Regions from separate parts of the Mus musculus genome. Here region 1 is linked to region 2. A link is a contact called in public Hi-C data. All regions are on one chromosome and are shown on one strand. The core of a region is the stretch at or near the end of the contact, and the rest is flanking DNA. Distances in the headings are between cores, read along the strand shown.

What was found. Hi-C and Micro-C count contacts between places; a contact is called where the count stands out from the background.
Region 1: a contact with region 2 is called in a Hi-C map of cerebellum, with 2.1 times the contacts expected there. The contact joins two enhancer-like sites. A contact is called at or near these places in 3 of 39 promoter capture datasets (embryonic stem cells, hippocampal neurons and liver), 1 of 15 datasets of contacts at CTCF or cohesin (pro-B cells), 8 of 484 Hi-C or Micro-C datasets (adipose-derived mesenchymal stem cells, cerebellar granule neurons, cerebellum and 3 more), 2 of 115 datasets of contacts at active chromatin or transcription factors (cardiomyocytes and vascular smooth muscle cells) and 2 of 9 other capture datasets (embryonic tail and embryonic trunk).

Annotation. Positions count from the first base shown.
Region 1 is chr15:41,066,730-41,071,957 of GRCm38.p6, forward strand. The region is part of intron 5 of Zfpm2 (zinc finger protein, multitype 2); the gene reads left to right. Among named protein-coding and RNA genes, the nearest start is that of Gm46502, 100 kb to the right of the region's middle. Within about 2 kb of position 3,067, at least 4 of the 459 cell types and tissues checked have an H3K27ac peak or open chromatin away from gene starts, as enhancers often do. A contact at or near this core is called in cerebellar granule neurons and cerebellum, where this site is marked.
Region 2 is chr15:40,361,147-40,366,209 of GRCm38.p6, forward strand. No RefSeq gene overlaps it. Among named protein-coding and RNA genes, the nearest start is that of Gm41311, 20 kb to the left of the region's middle. Within about 2 kb of position 1,280, at least 13 of the 459 cell types and tissues checked have an H3K27ac peak or open chromatin away from gene starts, as enhancers often do. A contact at or near this core is called in cerebellar granule neurons and cerebellum, where this site is marked.

The DNA of each region.
Region 1 (5,228 bases), core at 1,817-4,316, 710 kb after region 2:
AGAGAAGAGTGAACTCAGGTTGTCAGCTTGTGAGGCAAGAACTTTCACTTGCTGAGCTGTCTAAGGGACCAGTTTATACGGCTTTAATTCCATAGTAATAATTTAATATGGTTTGCCTTTTTCGTATTTTTATTTCCTCTTTCAAAGAAAATAAAGATTTTGTGGGGGTAATTTAGTAGAAAGCTGTATTTGGAAAGTTTCCTTTGGTTCAAAGGGGGGTACATTCAGTTTCAGGTCCTATTCTCAAGTCTAGGGATAAAGTTCCATGAAAACCAGAACCAAGAGTCAAGTCATGAGGTAAGCAATCGGAAAGTCACAGGTCATACTCAATGCCTAAATCATAATAGCTTGAGGTGCAATTTCAGCCTTCTCCATATATGTTCCATATAACCTTCAGATTCCCAACCAGTTTAGAAGGAAGCAGAAATTAGAATTATCATAAAGGCAAGGAAAACAATTACCTCAACTAACAAAGTTTAAAAACAGTCAGATTACAATAGAGTGTACAAAATTAGCTTGTCACCATGACATTTTTAAAATCGACTACACTCTCAGCTGAGTTATACCTCCATCTTTATGCATGCATAGCTTGGAGCATCGTGAACATTCCTCTGTTGAGGGGATGTAAGGCTTTCATGAAAGGGCAAGGGCAAGGGGCAGTAGGGGAGAAATCTACTCCATCCCACCAGAGTGAGTACCTGGAGGAACAGTACTTTCCATTTTTTACCATGCCTTCTGGAGCATATTGAGTGTTTCAAACATACGTGAAACAGATGATAGCGACAAACATGATTGCTTATTCGCCACCTCTGAATTTGAGTTCCCTAATCTGACCAGGTAATTCCATTCCTCCCAAATACTAAAGTCAGAAATAATGTAATCAAATCATGTTCTGAAAGATATTTTCTATTTTCCTAAATTACTTAGTTTTCTCTCTGTGTGTGTGTGTGTGTGTGTGTGTGTGTGTGTGTACGCATGCATATCTACAATTGTGTATGGGTGCTCTTGCATGTACTTGTAGAAGCCAGAGGTCAACAATGGGTATATGCACAACTACTACACCTTTAGATTTAAGACAGGGTCTCTGATTAAACCTGAAGCTCATCATTTTGGTTAAACAGGCTGGCCAGGTGTCCTCTAGGACAGTGATTCTCAACCTATAGGTACCATCCCCTTTGGGGGTCAAATGACCCTTTCATAGGGGTTCCCTAAGGGCATCTGAAAACACAGATATTTACCACTGCTCTACAGTCTCTCTCTGCATACCACCACCACCTCCAGTGCCAGAGTTAGACCTGTGCCACTCTACCTGGCCTTTCCATAAATGCTAGAGATATGAAGTCAGGTCCTTACGCTTATGAAGTAGTTACTCCTTCCCACTGAGCTATCTCCTCAATACTGCTTCTCATTTTATAAGTATACAAACATCTATCCTGGTTCATAAAAGCTAAGGGGAAATCCATGATGCTCAAAGCATATCAGAGTGGTTATTTTCACTGTTCTCAGACTTAAGATGGTTTGATCCATAGGTTTATCAAAAAGTGCCAATTTCTTTAACTTCTCTCACAAATTTTTGTCTATAATTTCTTTGCTAAGCTGTCAGAATAGTAAACAGATTTATGTATGTTGACAGGATAAAGGTTTCTAAAACAATGACATTAAAAATATAACTTTTATTTTCGACCCCAAGCAATAGAGCAGAAACTCGAAATGTTAGTATCAAGATTGTTGCATATAAACGCAGTGAAGCTGACAGAAGAAAGAAAAGTGCTTTCAATGAAAATTCTAGCAGCGGGTGTTTTCATTGCTGCCCCATCACAGGAAACATGGAAATTATCCATGTTAATATTTACCCAAGAATGTGTTTACTGCTATAGTCAGTTCCAAGTCAGGTTTTAGAATAAAGTATTCAACTTTCCCCAATTGTGCAAACTTTTAAAATTCCCATAAGTAACAGAAAGTAAACTTTTTCAGAGTTTTCAGAAATAAGAGTCCATGATGTTACCACAAATCCCCTGCTCTAATAAAGAAAACCATCAGAATTCTGGATTAAAGGAAGGCTCCAAGCTCATTCCACAATCTTTTCTCTCAAACCTTCATTCTGATGTCACCTATATCATATTGAACTGGCATAACTCCTTGGGAGTGGGCACAGTGCCAAACTGACAGATGGCTCTGAGCTGAGCATGCCAGGGGACCAGTATGCGCATCAAGTTTGACTGTTAGAAATGGAGATTCCTTCCAGGAGTGTTGTTCATATAAATATTTTTGTACATTTATAGTTGTTATTTTTAAAATTAATGCCCCAAATTATGTTACACAGTCAGATGCACAAAACATACACATCTAAACATACACACATATATGCATGTGCATGTATGTCTGTGTATGTGTGTGTGTGTATGTGTGCGTGTGTAATTTCATGTTTGTTTTAGAAATTTTAAAATACAGCACAGAACAAGATTTTGAATAGAAACCACTCAATACAACAGTACTGATAGCATAGGGTAGAGTCTTATTGCTAGTGCTTCCAAGCTGTATTGTTCTCACATTTGTTCATAAGATTTTTACAAATATAGCCATTATTAGTCATGGTACGTTATGTATTGAACTAGATTTATACAAAACCTCACTCATAGTTCTTTAAACAAATATGATGTAAAATGTATATTTATAAAATATGTTGTCAAGAACCACACTGATTTAAGATCTCTTGCTTAGCAGTTTCCCTTCAAAAACCAAACAAACAATACTCAGTTTATGATCTGGAAAACAAAGGAACTAAAATCTAATAATTTAGAACTCTATGGGATTATAGAAATACATGTAAATCCCAAGGGTTCAGTTTTGTGCAACCAATATATATTTTTGTAGATTCCAAGAATGCAGAATATTATCAAGTGTATATTTATTTCAAAATTTCCGCAGACAGTAGAGGTCTGAGAGCTAACCAGGGCCAGTCTTCTTCATTGGGAATAAGAGTCTGGAACCAATGCTATAAATCATCCCCGCAGGATCCGGGGCCAACGGAGGAGTGGGCAAATGGAACGAGCTTTCGAAGGCCAGTGCCTTCCAGGGCAATGCCTGCAGCAGGTGAGGTTTCACAATCTGCCCTAGCTGAAGCTTCCAGGAACTAGGTTTGCCATTCCAAGGAAACTAATTATGACAAAGGAGCAGGGAAAATATGGCTCACACTCCCATTTGTCCTCCTGTCTGTGCTGGGCGCCCTTATTTTAAAGCGGTCCCCTGCGAGCATAGCCTCCATCTGAGGGGAGACAAGAGAACTGCCATTTTCCTGACGAGGAGTCTTGAAGGATTATGTTGTCCAGGCTTATCCCAGATGCAGAATGTTCAGGGCTGAATTCTTCATGTAGATTCGGCTGATTGTTAAAACTCCATTCCTTTGGAACTGTAGAGACAGCTGAGGGTAAGAGCTCAAACAACTGTGGCTCTTGCTCCTGGAGATGACCTAAGTTCAATCCCTTTCACCTTTCACCTTTGTATCTGTGACCTCCAACCACCTTCCAACTTCAGCTCTAAATGGGAAAAAATAAATAAACAGACATATGCACACTCATACATACGTGAATATAACTAGACAAACATATATGGTTTTTGGCTGTATGTGTATACACATCCACCCCTCTGCACTTTGTTATGATGGTTGCATTGCAAAAAGAATAACAGCAAGTGGTCTTGGGGAGGTGCTCAAGATCTATGGGCTGTAAGAGTATCAGCTCACAAAAGAGATTTTCCTAGTGAAAGGGAAGCCAAGAGCCAGCACCTGGTCGGCACAGCCCAGGCATCTGGGAAATGCAGAAAGCCCACCCTTTCCTGAAACATACCTTCAAGCCAGTTACTCTCTGGATCTGCAAATAGAAGCTAGCTCTAAGAAGAGTATAACACCCCATAGGCCCCTCTTTTTACCCTGTTGTCTTCTTTTAAGCCCTTTAAAGACTGATTGCTGAATATTAAGATGCTGATTTCCCCCATTAAAATTATGATCATGAGACTCTAGAAGAGACAGAAGCACTAAGCATTGCCTTCTGAAACATGAGCCAGACTTTAATATCCCTGAGATTTGATGACAATACTAGAATCATGAGAAACAGTTTATTATTGGAACATGTAAGGTTTTGTAAAAAAATAGCTTGAAGGTAAAAAAATATAGACTATGTATATACATATTGGATTTAATAAATAATTATGTATAATATATATTAATTTAAAGTTATTAGAAGATAACGTATTCCTAATATTTGCGGAATGTATGATAATTTCCTTGTATTTTCACTGCAATGTTTATAGAAATTCATTTGTGTTACTAGGGATTCTCAAAAGGAACACAAGGGCTAGAATAGATGAGTGTGTGTGTGTGTGTGTGTGTGTGTGTGTTTCTATAAGATTCTGTGTTTTATTTCAGGGGTAGGATGTGCACTAAGTTAATTGTGTTCAAGAATTTAAAAGGGAGAGCTTCATTCTCAGACCCCTGACTCAATGATAATATTCTCAAAAATGAGATGTGGATTTGTGATTTTTTTCCCCCTTTGGTTTCATGGTACATTGCTGCTGTGCTTGCTGTGATTTCAGGGCAATTTTGTAGAATTTTGCAAATGACTTAAGTGATATAATACAATGAAATATACATTCTGGACTTTTTAAAATCTGTCATTTCTACTTGTAATAGAAAATACTAACTATAAAACAAGCATTTGAAGCAAAGTCAAATTTGGACTCCCTAGAGAGCACAGAGGAGCGTTTGATATGCCTTTCTCCTGTCTCCCTCTCCTTCAGGCAGACGAGGGCTGCAGCTTTCAGAAATTCTAATAAGCTCTTATTTAAAACAACTAGGATTAAGTTCTCAGCTTCACTTATGAGGAAGAAAATGTATACAGATATTTGGAGGAAATGGGCAGTGTACAGTGTGTCCCAATTTCTTCCAGATGAAAACATTTGATATCAGGGTGTTTTTTTCTTTTTAACATAAGCCATCTTTTCACCATCCTTAAATTTATGAAAATGGTGTTTGCTGTAAACACCAGGGTACCTATTATTATTTGGTTCTATATTTCTTAACAATTTCAAGGTAAGCCAGCAGTGCTTCTGAATCCCCAGCATTGCATTAACAGTTTAATGTAGTACATAAAGCAGGTTGTTTAGAATGCATGCACCTTCTCACATTCTCCACACCGTTCAAGCCCACTGTCAGTTTCCCCTTAATAAAGCTA
Region 2 (5,063 bases), core at 30-2,529:
CATATTTATGAGATTATTTTGGATTTGCAGAGCCTAGGTAGTGAGACTCTAAAGTCAGTATCTTGTCAGCTCTTAGATGCCTCCCTATGGGTAGAATGGGAAACACTTGGGATGGGATATGGCCACACTGAAGGCAAAGTTCCAGGTTTGATGTATTTGAAGGCTACTGAACAGAGCATTAAAATATAAACATAGAAATATAAAAACATACACACAATTTTTCCAAGTCCAAGAATTCTATTCCAGTCATATCTCTTGAAAAAGCACAGCCAACATTTCCTCACTCTTGCCTTTTAAACATTGTTCAGGTTCAAGGTCAACTCGACTTTGAGAAAGAAAGTACATCACGGGGCTACTGAGCAGCGACTTCAAATGCCAATTTAATGCAAGAGCTCTTCATCCTGGCACACTAGAAGTTGGTTACTTATTTGTTTGTCTGACACTGTGACTTTTGCGACAAAGAGACAAGATACAACCGGAACGGAATAGCTGTGGTAGACAGTATCTCACCAGCAAAAAAAAAATGGAATAAAAAGAATTCCTCTGTTCTGGCAGTAGACATCTTCAATGCTGTCACCTAATGGGTGCTGACATTGACCTAAGTAACTGTGAAGATACTGAATTGGGATATGATACGATTTGTTTTCTGAAGACAAACGTCAGAAAGATCTAGGTGCTCTCAGCAAGACTTTCGCAGTCTGAGTCTTTCTCATTCTTTTGTGGCTCTTAGAAAAAGAGAAACACCAAGAAAAGATATTTTTTATAGGGAAAACGTTGCTTGCCTTCATCTAACATTTGGTTGAATCTGATCGTAATTCCCTTGCTGCTCCTCTTGCAGGCCAGTCACAAAGCTTTGACTTTAAGCCACACTCATAGCAAGCGATTCCATATGGGCTTTTGCTGAGCAGTAGCTGTTGTTGGCTTCTGTGTGCCAGTTAGAGATGGCTTTGAGGTAAGTCAGTATCGTACGAAGGGAAGAAAATTAAACTGATTTAGGCACCAGTAACTGCTAGCAAGCAATGTACAGTGCTGTGGCCATTATGTCCCCTATAGAAACAGGCGCTCAAACCAAGTTGTTCTCTCCGGGAGAAATCAAACCTTGCATCTGGGCTCTCCAGCCTCCAAAATTCACATCTCAGAAGGATGTGGGATTGTCAGCATGAGAAGGTGAAGCGGGCCAGGAATAATTTCCAGAGCTCTGCTTCCAGCTCCGTGATACCTTTCCACCTGGGTAAGCCATCTGAGCTGGGCACAATGACCCTGCCATCTGCTGTATCCCTCTGGGTAGCAGCCTGCCTTTTGCATACGCTTTTCGCTGGAGGAGATCTGTTGGCAGCTCTGGGGACCTTCTGAACTCACCTGAGAAGGCTCTGTGGACTCTGTAGAAGAGCATGTTTTAAGAACAAGATGAAAGGGGAAGGGAAATGAAATTAGAAAAGGAAAGTGCTTTCTGCTTTCCCTTGAGCAAGACCCTTTCTATTACCAACTGTCTTTCAGGAGGCAAATACAAAAAGTTGGATTCACAACACTGTTAAAACACAAGTAATGTGCAAGTGCTATAGTTAAAGAAAGTGCCACTCCCCTTCTCCCAGTGACAATGTTTAGGTCACTGTTAAGTCAGACCAAAGCTGAGAAATCAATACATAGGTATTTAATTGCCTCTATAAGAGAGCACATCGTTTGGAATACTGCTTAGTATAACACTTTATGTGTAAAATACATTTGTGTGCATGTGCATCCAACTTCACATATAGGCATACTCATATTTTATGTATGCACATATGCTTCTGTGTCTGTACAGTATGCCTACATGTCTAAATGTCAGTGCTTTGTGGCTATACATGTGAATGTGCATGCACATAGACATTTGTACTTATGTGCCTGTATAAGAATATGGATGTGAACAAGGGCAGGTGAACATGGGCTTTTTTTACTTAATAGTCATAAACAAGTTGTTATCCAAGGCCCAGGATTTTTCCTGACCACTGCACACATGGGAAGTACAAACATTCTATTGGCTTTAAAGGAGATATGTATCCCATATCTGATTTCTCTCTGGAACTCTGTTTACTTGAGAGTTCAAACTTTGTGCCTGTCATTCACAGATCCAAATTACCTTTCCAGTTGATCTCCTTCCCTCCCACATTCACCCTCCAAAGCACAGGGATTATTCACTCTCCTTGTGCACGCCACGCTTCTGTGACTTTCCTTCTTTTCCACCCTTTACCTACGTTACTTTTAATATGAGCGAAATGCTAGTGGCTTTAACAAATACATTTCAAAACGCCAATAGAAAAAAGTTTCTGTATTCTTTGTAGTCAGCAATCCTTTAGGTATCCTTGTCAGCAGGAAGAATGGGAAGTTAGGGCAGAGATTACCGCTTCTTTATGCCAAAGATCTCCTATCATTTTCATTCCATCCACTGTGAAAAACAGCAAGACGAACATGGGGGCTGGGAAATATTGTGTCTGGTAAGGCAACAAGTGAAGATAGCTCAGGGTCTAAAAGCGCTTACTGCCAAGCCTGACAACTGGAGCTCTGTCCCTGGAACCCAAGTGATAGAAGCTGTTCTCTGGCTTCCAAATGTACGCTGTGATATAAGCATCTGCGTGTGTATGGGCACACACACACACACACACACACACACACACACACACACACTTACATGCATGCACACACGCATGCAGCTACTCCTTTGTTGGCCACCATAGTTTCTTTAGTGGAATAAGCCTGGAGTGAGAAACTAGGCTGTTCCAACATAGAACCAAAGGCACAAAGTGGCTACTGATCATCTCTCCCGCTGCAAGCTCTGTGTGGGTACATTGCACTTATTTTTTAACAAGTATCAAGCAGAGAGCCCAGCGTAGGGGAAGAGGGTATGCACCTTCTCTATTTGTTGAATAATAAACTGGTGAATTAATAAACCAACCAAACTGATTGGCTGAGGAAGTGATCACTTGTCTCTAGATAGTATAAAACATGTTTTTCTCTCTTTTCCTGTCTTAACTGATGTGAGATCTTCCGTTTGTCCTATTGCTGAGCAGACAGAATGATCATTTTGGTTTAGTGGTTTGTAATGTTGGCTTATGTGCACTGGGAAGTTCCCCAAACTTTTCTGAGCATTCCAATTCTCTTTGTCTTCTAAGGATGTGGGGACAGTTTCCTGCTTCCTCCCACCCCCTTGACTTCATGACTCACACAATCTATATTTATTCGTCATCCACAAGGAATCTAACAGGCACTTAGGATTTCAGGGATGGCAACAGTTCATGAAACACCCCAGAGAATGACAGGTTTATTAAACTAATGCCTCAACTGTACTTTCAGAATGATATGGGCTGAGAGAGTTCTTTCCTAGTAACCTCCACAGCAGGCAGCTTCAAGCTCACAGAGTGCTTACATGCCTATGATCTCATTTGGCTTTCTCACTAACCCATTTGGTGATGGAAACTTAGGAATTTATCAGCTCATCTAGGATCAGAAAATCATGAACACTGTTTTGCAGTTGGTCCCTCTGAGTGAGCCCATTATCATATTTGTCTTTACTGTAAACTGTGATTATGATTCTGCTGGGACTTGAATGATTATTCCTCTATCACCCTTTTTGTTTCCTTTTTCTTTTTCTTTTGCCTGTGGTGAAACTCATGCAGAGGGATTCAACTGCTACAAGAATTCTTTATTAGACATCTATGAAGCATATTTTATATTCTGCTCTAAGTGGCAGGGCACCACACTCTAAGCAGCACAGTCATGATCCTTGTCCCCTTTGGGCTCATTGTCCCATGGAAGATAATGGATGGGATTCAGAAAACAAAAATCCAGATTCTGCTTTTATTGTTGTAAGGTGGCAGCAGCATACCCCATTCCAATGGAAAAGGAGCCTATAGGAAGTCATCTATCTGGGATTTTTGACCATGGGACAAGACCTAGAATCTATGGTACTATCATTTCAACTGTTAAACAATTTGTTTCAAAGTTTTTGTACATTGGAAAAGGTGTGATGGTACTGATGGCAGTGTTGGTGGGCAGGCATTTACCCTACAAGGCCAATGTATTTTAGAAGCTACATTCACAACTCAAATTCAGATAGAAGATCCTGTTCATAGAAGAAATGAGCCATCAGCTCTGGGAGCATATAATGAAAGCATTTATTTTATTTTTTTCCATTTTTTATTAGGTATTTAGCTCATTTACATTTCCAATGCTATACCAAAAGTCCCCCATACCCACCCACACCCACTCCCCTACCCACCCACTCCCCCTTTTTGGCCTTGGCGTTCCTCTGTACTGGGGCATATAAAGTTTGCGTGTCCAATGGGCCTCTCTTTCCAGTGATGGCCAACTAGGCCATCTTTTGATACATATGCAGCTAGAGTCAAGAGCTCCGGGGTACTGGTTAGTTCATAATGTTGTTCCACTTATAGGGTTGCAGATCCTTTTAGCTCCTTGGGTACTTTCTAAGCATTTATTTACTAATTAATGGAAGTTCTATTTAAAGTATTTTACAGATATTAACTTACTTTATCCTTTCAACAATTCTGTGTGGTAATTGCTATTACTGAGTACATTTTATGGAAAGAATCCAAAGCACATAAAGGCTAGGCAGTTTCCTCAAAGACCTCTGGCTCTGGGTGTGTACTAACCCTTGCATTGTTTGGAAGATGACTCAAGTGATTCTGAAATATTGGGCAGTCCTGTGACAAAGTGTTATGCAAAGTATTCCTTAGTATGTTGCACCTGCTGAATGGAGGAGATTGGGGGCTCTTCCTTACAGGTTTGCTTTAAACAGTACATGAAATCATGCCTCATGTACTGCATAGCACTCCTAATGAGAACATCACCTAATGAGGTTCAGTGCCACATGATTGTATACGTAAAGATGTAGTACACGTGGTTGCTATAGGCACTCAATAAATTGAACTGTTATTAATGTAGAGATCATGATTAGCAATAAGTTGAGACTTGGTGGTGAGTTAATCAAGCAAAATAAAGAGGCGGCAAAGAGTGCTCTGAAGGAGGGCGCTTTGAAGGCAGGAAGGCAAAGTAAAGCATGATATATCTAC